Linked DNA regions of Sus scrofa: all the other regions are linked to region 2. A link is a contact called in public HiChIP or PLAC-seq data. All regions are on one chromosome and are shown on one strand. The core of a region is the stretch at or near the end of the contact, and the rest is flanking DNA. Distances in the headings are between cores, read along the strand shown. Region 1 holds the start of CCT4 (T-complex protein 1 subunit delta). Region 2 overlaps LOC106509807 (a long non-coding RNA gene). Region 3 overlaps LOC106509808 (a long non-coding RNA gene).

Region 1 (3,838 bases), core at 63-2,562, 99 kb before region 2:
ACAGCAATTCTACTCCTGGTCGTAAATATGAAGAAAATGAAAACACTAATTCCAAATGATACATGAATCCCAACGTTTGTAGCAGCATTATTTACAATAATCAAGATATGGAAGCAACCTAAATGCCAGTTAACAGACCAATGGATAAAGAAGATCTGGTATGTGTGCACAATGGAATACTATTCAGCCATAAGAAATGAAGTTCTGCTATTTGCAACAATATGGATGGACCTAGAGAATATGATGTTAAACGAAATAAAGAAAGATAAACAGTACACATTACCACTTACATGTCGAATGAAAAAAATAAAACAAGTGAATGAATATAACAAAATAGATTCACAGACACAGAGAAAAAACAGACTAGTGGTTACCTCTCGGGAGCAGCAAAATAACGGTAGGGGATTAAGAGGTACAAGCTGGCATGCGTAAAATTACCCAAAGGATATATTGCATAGCATAGGGATTACGGCCACTATTTTATGATAACTTTATTTATTTATTTTTGCCTTTTTAGGGCAGCACCCCAGGCATATGGAGGTTCCCAGGCTAGGGGTCAAAATACAGCTGTAGGAGCAGGCCTGTGCCACAGCCATAGCAAAACCAGACCCTAGCCACGTCTGCGAACTACACTACAGCTCGCTGCAAAGTCAGATCCTTAACCCGCTGAGCTAGGCCAAAGCCGCAACCTCATGGCTACTAGTTGGTTTCCACTGCAACACAACGGGGAATTCCGTATTCCCCATAATAACTTTTTTTTTTTTTTTTTTTTTTTTTGGTCTTCTCAGGGCCACACACGCGGCATATGGAGGTTCCCGGACTAGGCGTCCAATCCCATACTGGCCTACACCACAACCACAGCGGGATCCGAGCCACGTCTGCGACCTACACCACAGCTCACCGCAACGCCGAATCCTTACACTGAGCGAGGCCAGGGATCAAACCCGCCACCTCATGGTTCCTAGTCGGATTCGTTTCCGCTGCTCCATGACGGTAACTCCCTCATAATAACTTTAAATAAAAATTTTGAATCACTATGTTGTACACCTGAGACTAATACAATATTGCAAATCAACTATACCATAATCTAAAAAAGAAAAGAAAAACTGCCACTTCTGCCAAACCTTTCTTCCGACTCGCTTTCAAAATTAGTAAAAACAATAAAATACAGGTCTATTTCTACAAACACCCGCTCAGCCCCACCCACTCGGGCGTGACCCAGGCTACAACACCGCGCCGTCGTTGGGCCCAGCCTGAACTAACGGAAGGGCCCTCACCGCCGAGGAGGAGGGGGGAGTGGGCAGAAGTGGGTGTCCAAACACCTGCCTTTAAAATCGGAGGTGGTACTCTCTGCCTCCTGGGAGGCCACCCACCGGGCCCCTAGCTCCCGGCCTCCGAGCCAACAGACCCCCCCCCCCCCACTTCCGAGCTCCGCGGCGCGGTCCCCCGCACCCGGCGCACTTCGGGCAGCCTGTTACGTCACGCCGGCGCCGCGCCGCCAGGCAGGCTCCCTCCCCCATCTCCTCCTCTGCCCGGCGCCGCTTTCTGGAAGCTTCTTAAAGGCGGTGGGTGCTTTCCGTTAGTGCGCGGCTGGCCACCTAGAATCTTCATCCATCCGTCCATCTCGATCGTATTCAGACCCAACAGAGATTGCCATGCCTGAGAACGTGGCCCCCCGGAGCGGGCCGCCCGCCGGGGCTGCCAGCGGCCGCGGGAAGAGCGCCTATCAGGACCGTGATAAGCCGGCCCAGATCCGCTTCAGCAACATCTCCGCGGCCAAAGGTACAGCCTCCCGGCCTGAGCCGCGGCCTTCCCACGCGCTCTCACCCGGGTGTTGGGTGGGCATGGGATTTTCTGTTTCTTCAAATGATTCCCTCTGGGCCTCCCGTTGCGTAAGTTCAGTGCAGAGAATCTTCTCTGTTCTCAACCCATAATTCCCGACTCCGAGTATGGAGGCTTTTCCAGTTTGTCCCTGCTGCATCCTAGACGCCCATAGTCGTCCAGGGCTGTGCTTCATCATATTTCACAAAGCGGCCGAGGCCGGCAGGCAGCGGTCCACTGGTAGAATGTTGTTTGCACAGTACTTTTTATGTTTTCTTTTCCCTATTAAAGTACTGTTTAAATGAGCTTCTCCGCCCAGCCATTGACCGAGTTTGGGTAAACTCTCCGTGCCTTAAATTGGGGCGTGGCGGTCCCATTGTACTGGGTTCTGGGGAACCAACTGACCCGTCTTGTCAGAGAATAATTGTGAGGCGGCGTTGTGCTTTGCAAGTGCAACAGGCAGGTGGAGAAGAGCTGGGTCCATAGTGGAATTCGAGAAGCCTTTTTTCCATTCAGTTACGTTATTTCGTGGCTTTGTGACCTTTAATCTCTAAGGTTGCCCTACCTATACAATTAGGGAGGAGAAAGATTTTAAGAGGTGTGAGGATTAAGAGAAGCTGGGTTGAGATAGAAAAGACTGGAAGGAAAAAATGAGAGCAGAGGCTTAGAGTTTTTGACCATTATGTGCATTGTGTACAGTGGGTATTTTATTCGGGTTAGAGAGTAAGATGCCTGAAGAAATGAGAGGTGAAGAGTTACCCTGTGGCTCAGCGGAAACGAATCCGACTAGGAACCATGAGGTTGTGGATTTGATCCCTGGCCTCCTTCAGTGGGTTAAGGACCTTGCCTTGCTGTGAGCTGTATAGGTCGCAGATGCAGCTCGGATCCTACGTTGCTGTGGCATAGGCTAGCATCTGTGGCTGCAATTGGACCCCTAGACTGGGAACTTCCATATGCTGCGGGTGCAGCCATAAAAAGCAAAAAAGAAAAAAACGAGAGGTGAGATTTGAAAGGTAAAGTGAGGACAAATGTTGAAGGGGCCTGATGTCCTGGAAAGGGTTTAGTGTAATTCCAGCAGCTACAGATTGTTCTTCAATATGAGGTGACAGCTAACTTGGAGGGTCGCTGTTCTTCAATATGAGGTGACAGCTAACTTGGAGGGTCGCTGTGAGGATTACATAAGAAGGTATGTAAAGAGCCAGATATGTGAAGTACAGCCTTACATATATTTGAGGTTATCTGTCCCCGTGAGTGGGGGTGTGATGATGATTCTAAAAGAAACAGTTGCACTGGGGGTGGGGGTAGTGGAAAAGGAGGATAGGTTTTCATTTGGGCCTGCATGAGTTGGATAGTTAAGACTGACCAGGAGTTCCCGTCTTGGCTCAGTGGTTAATGAATCTGACTAGGAACCATGAAGTTGCAGGTTTGATCGCTGCCCTTGCTTAGTGGGTTAAATGGCGTTGCTGTGAGCTGTGGTGTAGGTCGAAGATGCGACTTGGATCCCCAGTGGCTGGGGCTGTGGCGTAAGCCAGCAGCTGCAGTTCTGATTCAGCCCCCAGCTGGGAACTTATATATGCTTCGGGAACGGCCCTAGAAAAGGCAAAAGACAAAAAGTTTAAAAAAAAAAAAAGACTGACCAGATGGGTATATTTAGGAATCATTTGGAAGTTGAGATGATTAACTGGAAATAAAAGTTGGTAGATAGGGAGTTCCCGTCGTGGCGCAGTGGTTAACGAATCCGACTAGGAACCATGAGGTTGCGGGTTCGGTCCCTGCCCTTGCTCAGTGGGTTAACGATCCGGCGTTGCCGTGCGCTGTGGTGTAGGTTGCAGACGTGGCTCGGATCCTGCGTTGCTGTGCCTCTGGCGTAGGCCGGTGGCTACAGCTCCGATTCAACCCCTGGCCTGGGAACCTCCATATGCCGCGGGAGCGGCCCAAGAAATAGCAACAACAACAACAAAAGACAAAAAGACAAAAAAAAAAAAAAAAAAAAAAAAAAAGTTGGTAGATAGTTATG
Region 2 (3,775 bases), core at 901-3,400:
GGGATTCACTTATGATTCTTAAGTCATGCAGTAGAACTTGAATGATAAGGAAACACATAGCAAAACATACGTAAGTGTTAGTGTTAGTTAGGACTAGTCATGAATGACAAAACATAAAAGACTACATAATATATACCTAAAAATTTCAGGGTTGCTATAGTGCTTCATTGTATCAGGAACTGAGGTTCCTTCTTTCTTGATGCTCTGCCCTCCATTACGGTGCATTATCTCATGACCTAAAAATGTTGTGAGCGCTCCAGTCATCACAGGAATAAGGGAAGTTAAAGGAGAAGCTGCATCCCTCTTCTCTCTAAAGTAGCTTCCTGAAGTTCATTTTCAGGCCAGAGTATAGTCTCAGGGCCATATTCTGCCACAAGAAAGTTTGGGAAATATAGTTATATTCTTGGCAACTATACCCACCTAGAAATTGAGGGATGTTACCATCGAAGGGGGAAGAATGAATATTGAGGACCAACAAGAATTCTCTGATAGGACTGTTATCCTTAAGAAATCCTTATGTTGGAAGAAAGAGAAATTAAATTCAACTTAGCATAAATAATAAAAGAGATATATTGGCTTATGTAATGAGAAAGTTCAGGTAGTGGGAGCTTTAGAATTTGTTTGATTCGGGAGAGTTTTGATGTTATGATGGACCCAACTTCCTTCAATTTTCTTTCTTTTTTTGTCTTTTTGCTGTTTCTTGGGCCGCTCCTGCGGCATATGGAGGTTCCCAGGCTAGGGGTCGAATTAGAGCTGTAGCCACCAGCCTAAGCCAGAGCCACAGCAACGTGGGATCCGAGCCGCGTCTGCAACCTACACCACAGCTCACTGCAATGCGGGATCAGATCGTTAACCCACTGAGCAAGGGCAGGGACCGAACCCGCAACCTCATGGTTCCCAGTCGGATTTGTTAACCACTGTGCCACAACGGGAACTCCCCTTCAATTTTCTGATTAGCCTCCTTCTCTGTCAACTTCATTGTAAGATTAGCTTATTTATGACAAAAAGTCTTCATAAGTTATAGACTTCAAATTTTACATCACATTGTCCAGAAAAAAAAGCAAGCATTGTCCTTGGGTAACTATAGCGACTAACTGTCATAGTTTGCTTAGCACCATCCAAGTATAGCATTGAAATTATTTAAGTGCAGGGAAACCACTTACTCCCAGGCAAACCAAGATGGTGGTCATCTACCTGGTAACTCTCCCAGAAGGATTCAGGATGCCCCAGCTAACCTCTCATATCTTCTTGGCTCAGATTATCCTTAGTCAGGGGACTATGAGGCACTGATTTGCTTAGGCCTAGCAGTTATTGACAGGAGAGGTAGCCTGACTGGGTAAGCAATTCAGAGCTAATCTCTGGAAATGAGCAGAACTGAGTTTTCCTTATCCCATGATCACATGGCTGCTGCACACTAGGGAGATAACCCTACAATGTCTATGATAAGATGCAACTAACATAAGACAAGAACCTAGCATTTATTAAACTGAACCCTCAAATGACACTGGGTGACTTAGTACCCCAAAGAAAAAAATGGAAGTTCTATAGAGAGGAAATTGCTCTCTTATAGAAAAGTGTATTAATAGATATTTTTAAGATCATATCTCAAGGATAGGCTAGCGCAAAACTACATGCTTGCATTCACGTAAAAATAGCCGTTGTATCACTTTGTATTATTTTCTTTTATTTGGTCAAATGCTGAGGCTGAGAACAGCAAATAATTTGGTCAAAGTATTTATGCTGAGGTAAAGTTAAATGTGATTTAAAATAATCCCATCTAAGACTGCAGTCTTGATGCATAGATTGTGTAACATGGAGTGATATTTGGTCCCCTTTCTGTGGTGCCTCTGTTGCAGGAGCAGGAGGGATTATATATCCCCATCCTGCTGAAAACAGGCAATCATGTGATTTGCTTTGGCCAGTGAAATGTGAATGAACAGGACAAGTTTTAACTTCCAGTAGGAAGTTTAAGAGCCATCAATTCACTATGTTTTCTTTTTCCTTGGCTATGACTGCCAATAGCGGTCCAAACAAATCTGTTATCCTAAGTCTCTGAGATTTCAGAGGCATTTGTTATGTCAGCCTATCCCCGCCCCCTTTTTTTGACCACACCCTCAGCATGAAGAAGTCTCTGAGCCAGAGATCAAACTTGTGACAACACCGAATCCTTAATCACTAGGCCACCAGGGAGTTCCTAATTAGCCTATCCTGACTAATACTTCCTGCATCTGCTTTGCTGCCTCCAAACTTTCCTTTCTAGCCTTTTCTTTTGCTGGCTTCCTTTTTTTGTGTGCTTAATTTATCCCTTTATATTTCATCACGTCCCTGTCCCCGAGAATTTGAATCAATAAACAACAGAGAAATAAACTAGTCTGGAGTTTTGAAGGATTTTCCTCTTGTCCTACAAAGTCCAGATAGCTTCTAAAAGAATCTTGGGCTTATTACATCCTAGACAGAAAACTAGAACACTAAGAATTAAACATTTCATATGTTTAATTCTACATTTAACTAGCATTATAAATGTCTACATTTAACTACCATTATAAATGTTTACATTTAACTAGCTTTTAATTATTGACTATAGTAAATCCTTCATATAAATGTATAAGTTTAAAGCAATTTAAATTATCTATTATAACCCCAACAATTTCATTCTGTTCTCTATAACAATAATACTATATTAAAGTTTGAAATGAAGGCTTCCAAAAATCTTTTTAACATCTAGGTCTCTTGAAGAAAGAGAATATCAACAAATAAAACCTCTTTCAGTTCTCTTCCAAGCTCACAAAGAAAATAATTCTAATGGATCCCATGTCATTTTATGAGTTTATTTAAAGAATTCTGTGTATCTCCTTAGAGATTCTGATTCAGTAGATATTTAGAAGCTACTGTATTAAACAACTATGAATCATTCGTATAAATGGAATAGAGATGTTTCATCCTCAATCATCAAGCTGTATTTGTCTCCTTCAAGTATTAGCTGGAAATTTTGGAAAGCCTGATGCTGAATATTTATGTCCCTCATATTTCATATGTTGAAGCTCTAGTCCCCAATGTGATGTTATTTGGAGGTGGGCCTTTGGGAGGTAATTAGGTTTAGATGACATTATGAGGGTGGAGCCTCCATGGTGGGATTAGTGTTCAGATTGTAGGACTGTGTCCATAACCTGGGATCTAATGCTATCTCTAGGTAGGATCAGAATTGATCTGAATTCTAGGACACCTAGCTAGTATCCAAGAATTTTTGTTGTATGGAAATCTCCCCCACCCCCTACTTTGGAATTGGGAGCCAAACCATTATTGCTTGTCACCTCCTTAAAATTATTGAATCTAGGGGTAAAACAGAGGAGGGTTTTTTTTTTTTTAATTAATACACTTTATTTTTGAGAAGAGTTTTAGAATTATAGAAAAACTGTGCCAATCCTACAGATAGTTCCCATGTCCTACCTTTCCCCCTACAGTTTCCCTTATTATTAACATGTTAGTGTGGAACATTCATTACAATTAATGAGCCAATACTGATACATTAGTATTAACTCAAGTCCATAGTTTATTCAGATTTCCTTAGTTATAACCTAACATCCTTTTTAAAACTTTTTTTATTTTTTAAATTTTAGGGCTGCACCCATGGCATATGGAAGTTCCCAGGCTATAAGTCGAATTGGAGTTGCTGCTGCCAGCCTACACCACAGCCACAGCAACACCAGATCCCAGCCACATCTGCAACCTACACCATATCTCACTGCAACACGGGTTCCTTAACCCATTGAGCAGA
Region 3 (3,589 bases), core at 50-2,549, 91 kb after region 2:
ATTTGGCACCTCTTTATATTTTCACTTCTCTGCATTGTCAATCAGTATTTTATAGTCAGGTATTAATATCTACCTCATGAGCTTTTTAAAAAATACTCCTGTTCATGGTTCAAATACCCCTCAGATGGGCATCATTCTCAGGCGAAACCTTTTATGCCCTCATCCCCAAATGCACCATAGAATTCATCACTCCTTCAATGATGCTACTTTTGTACCTAGTACATGCTTTTATTATTAACTGTATAACACTGAGTTATAGCTGTTTTTCCATTCAGGTATCTTCTCTAGTAGAGTGTCTGTGTTATATACGGCTTTTCCCAGGATCCAGCACAGAATTTGGGTGGTAAAACCAAACATATTTTGCAGTTATGGAAGCTGAAGTATGCTTTGCATAAGCATTTATCATAGTTTTTCCTTTCTGTAAAAGACTTTCTTTTGGCCCTTTAACTCTTAAGTGGTCTAGCTTTGGGTTAAATGATACAAACAATCACGACTTAAGTTGACCTAAAAGTAGAGGAATTCAGTTAAACCATCACAAAACTGGAAAAATTAAATTCTCTCAAAACATGAATCATTTGCAAGGAGTTAAGACTGGAGCTAAATATTAACGGCTGGGAGGGAAAGAGAATCTTCTATTTTCTTCCCCTGAGGTGTTCCATGTCCAGTTGCTCTCAGACTAGCCAGGCCCCCACATCTGGTATGTGTTTCTAAGGGTCCAGTTTTCTACTTAGAAGGAAGAAGAAAAAGCACTTAACCCCTTAATCAGAAGAATAGCTTTAGATAGTTGGAGGCCAGAAATATTTCACTTACTTAACATGACCCCAGTACATTTGCATTTTACCCTGGATTGCTTCTATGGTGTGATTTCGGGAGACAGTAGTGTTTTAGAAGGCACAGCCCTGTAGACCACCTAGCTCACATACCACTAACCCCTCTGTCCTTGCCTGCGGCGGTCTGGGGGCCGGCCTGGGAGCGGAGGCGGTGACACCGGTGTTGACCCCTGTCCCTTCCTCGCCTCCAAGCGGCAGATAAGTAAAAACGAAAACAGAAGCTGCCCCGATTGCCCACTCTGGGGCTGGCGACCTGCTCTGGTCACGTGGACTGTGTGAGAGGATGGAAAGAGCCGCGAGCTCGCGGGCTGGCGACCCTCTTAAGAGTTTGTATTCTCCTTTGACGGATGGTGTTCCCTTTCCCACCGCCGGCAAACTTGGACAGCCCGATTGCCCACTCTGAGGAGGCCGGGCTGCCCCGCCCCACCGAGCTGGAGCTAACAGGAGTCTCTGCCTCCAAGAGGCCCCGCCCTCCGCTTCCACACTAAGGCCACGCCTCCTGGGCCCCAAGTCCCCTAAGGCTCCATGAGGCTTGGCCGGCTTAGAGGATGGGTAGTTCCTCTTCCTCTTCCTCTCCTTTTCATCCTCCTCTTTCTTCTGTTCCTCCTCCTTCTCCGTGTTGCCTTGAGTCATCTGATCTCGAAGTCCTGGCAGATAATGAGCCGAGGCGAAGCTAGGGTGCTTTCTTATTAGAGTCCTGGCCGGGCCTGGGGATCTTGCGGCGACGGCGACGGATGGCCTTGGGTTTCAGTCTCCTTCCAGGCGTATCTCCGCTGTGAGAACCTGTTGGGAGGGTGGATTCTTCCTCCTCGCTTACCAGCCCCAAGCCCCTCAAGTGGAAGTGGTAGTAAGGGGAATAGTTAGATTGTTGAAAGGTGAAGAATGCATTGGAGTTACAAAGTACCTGGCCAAAGAAAAATGAAGGAGCAAGGACATGAAAGCACTAACATTTGGAACAGCAAATTCGTTGTGAGTTTAAAAAAAAAAAAAAAAAAAAAAAAAGGACAAATAGAATCACCATCAAAGTATCACTATTTTCGAACTGCCTTCTAATTAATTAATTACAGTTCACAGGATTCTGTTATTTAAAGGAGACTCTTGACCTAATGATTGCAAACCGAGTGCAGATGGCATTATTTAGAAAATGCAATCAAGAAGCAGGAAAATGGAATGTTGGTGTTTCCAGAGTTCCCATCAGGTACCTGAAAGATAAGGGAGGGAATCTCCAACAAATATGTATATCCCAGACATAATTAAGAATGACTTAAAGTTATTGCCTTTTGGGTTTCTCCGTGTCTGACAGCAGATAGTAGTCAGGGTAAGTTAGCTGGTGTAAACACTTGTTATTCAAATGAAGTCAGATGATTTAGCAGTTTTTTGCCTGTGTTCTCAGACACTGAAAAACACTTCCTTCACACTTGTGGGGAATTTAAAGGGAAAAACCCCCAAACACCTGCTTCAAATGCTTAGCATTGTCCTCGAACAATTGTAGAAGCCATCCTTTAGCTTCTATGAATTTTTGCCTAAGGAAATGTGTAGCTGTGAGACTACATAACCACCTATTCCTAGTGACCTTTGTCCTTTAGAAATTATTCAGCAATGGTTGGTAGCAGAGTGAAAGGTACACACAACCCTATATGCCTATCATTGCTGACAAGGACATACTGAAATTCTAAGAGTTGTTAAGATATAAGTTCATGCTGTTTCTCCAGTTTTCCTTCTACCTCTGACATAAAGAATAAGTGAATATGGTTAATAGTTGGACATGAGGAAGAAATGATGAATTCATAGATTTCTATTTGAAAGACTCCAGGTAGAAATTTGGAATTATGAAGGTTTTTTTTTTTTTTTTTAAATCCTACTTAATGAAAGGTGAGTTGAGAACAGACTATATTCTGGACACTTGCTATTCATTATTTCACAGAACCTTACAACCTTTGAGATCACCACTATCCTCATTTCACAGAGAAGAATTAAGACTTTGAAAAGTTATGATAACTTGTCCAAGGTCACATGGCTAGTAAGTGATCAGAAGTTTAGAATGAACTCAGGTCACCCATCTGTCCAAATTAAAAACCGTGCAGAGTGTGTGTGCATACATTTATCTGAGTGCATCATGATGTTGCTTTAAATAGGTGCATTTTATCTAAACCATACCCCAGGAAAGTTAATTTTTTAAAATCATGTAGAATGAGTGTGATATTTTTATAAAACTCATCAAAGAAAGAGAATGATGATGATTCCTCACCTGACAGTTTCTGAGGAAAAAGAGATGGAGGTGACATATGTATGTTATTAAAACACACACTAAGCAAACACAGAATGGGAAAAGTCATCTGAAGTATGTGATATCAAAATTATCTAACAAAAATATGTCCAAAGTACTGGGCATTAAAAAGTGAGATACATTTGCTAGTGATATGCATTAAAGTCACATTTTCTGTGTATAAGATAGTATGTACTATATTAAACATTGTGATTATAAGCTGTGCAACAGAATTTACACATTTTTATTTTCAATTAAAATTTGAACAGTTTGTTGAAATAAGCTAAGGCACTGTTAGTGTTTGAAAGCCGTGCTTGGCTGTTTAAAGAGAATATATCAGCTCCTTTTTCATTTTATAATCCATTTTGAAATCTCATCAGTTTCAGAAATATTTTAAATCTAGAGCTTTAATTGTATTAAACCAGAGAGTTACCTTGTGGTGCAGTGGGTTAAGGATCCAGTATTGTCACGGCAGTGGCTCAGGTCCCTGCTA

The links. HiChIP or PLAC-seq counts read pairs in DNA pulled down with a chosen protein or histone mark.
Region 1: a contact with region 2 is called in an H3K27ac HiChIP or PLAC-seq map of alveolar macrophages. The contact joins the promoter of CCT4 here to the enhancer-like site in region 2. A contact is called at or near these places in 1 of 5 promoter capture datasets (liver), 13 of 47 Hi-C or Micro-C datasets (alveolar macrophages, brain, fetal heart ventricle and 7 more) and 2 of 2 datasets of contacts at active chromatin or transcription factors (alveolar macrophages and skeletal muscle).
Region 3: a contact with region 2 is called in an H3K27ac HiChIP or PLAC-seq map of alveolar macrophages. The contact joins two enhancer-like sites. A contact is called at or near these places in 2 of 5 promoter capture datasets (fetal liver and liver), 2 of 47 Hi-C or Micro-C datasets (embryonic fibroblasts and epiblast stem cells) and 2 of 2 datasets of contacts at active chromatin or transcription factors (alveolar macrophages and skeletal muscle).

Annotation. Positions count from the first base shown.
Region 1 is chr3:79,923,026-79,926,863 of Sscrofa11.1, forward strand. It overlaps CCT4 (T-complex protein 1 subunit delta), which reads left to right and starts at 1,313. Exons shown (of 14, transcript XM_003125100.4): 1 at 1,313-1,782. The coding sequence starts at 1,656.
Region 2 is chr3:80,021,666-80,025,440 of Sscrofa11.1, forward strand. It overlaps LOC106509807 (a long non-coding RNA gene), which reads right to left. Exons shown (of 7, transcript XR_002342682.1): 4 at 137-367. Among named protein-coding and RNA genes, the nearest start is that of FAM161A, 71 kb to the left of the region's middle. Within about 2 kb of position 2,151, at least 8 of the 83 cell types and tissues checked have an H3K27ac peak or open chromatin away from gene starts, as enhancers often do. A contact at or near this core is called in alveolar macrophages and subcutaneous adipose tissue, where this site is marked.
Region 3 is chr3:80,113,807-80,117,395 of Sscrofa11.1, forward strand. All of the region lies in intron 3 of LOC106509808 (a long non-coding RNA gene), which reads left to right. Among named protein-coding and RNA genes, the nearest start is that of XPO1, 140 kb to the right of the region's middle. Within about 2 kb of position 1,300, at least 45 of the 83 cell types and tissues checked have an H3K27ac peak or open chromatin away from gene starts, as enhancers often do. A contact at or near this core is called in alveolar macrophages, where this site is marked.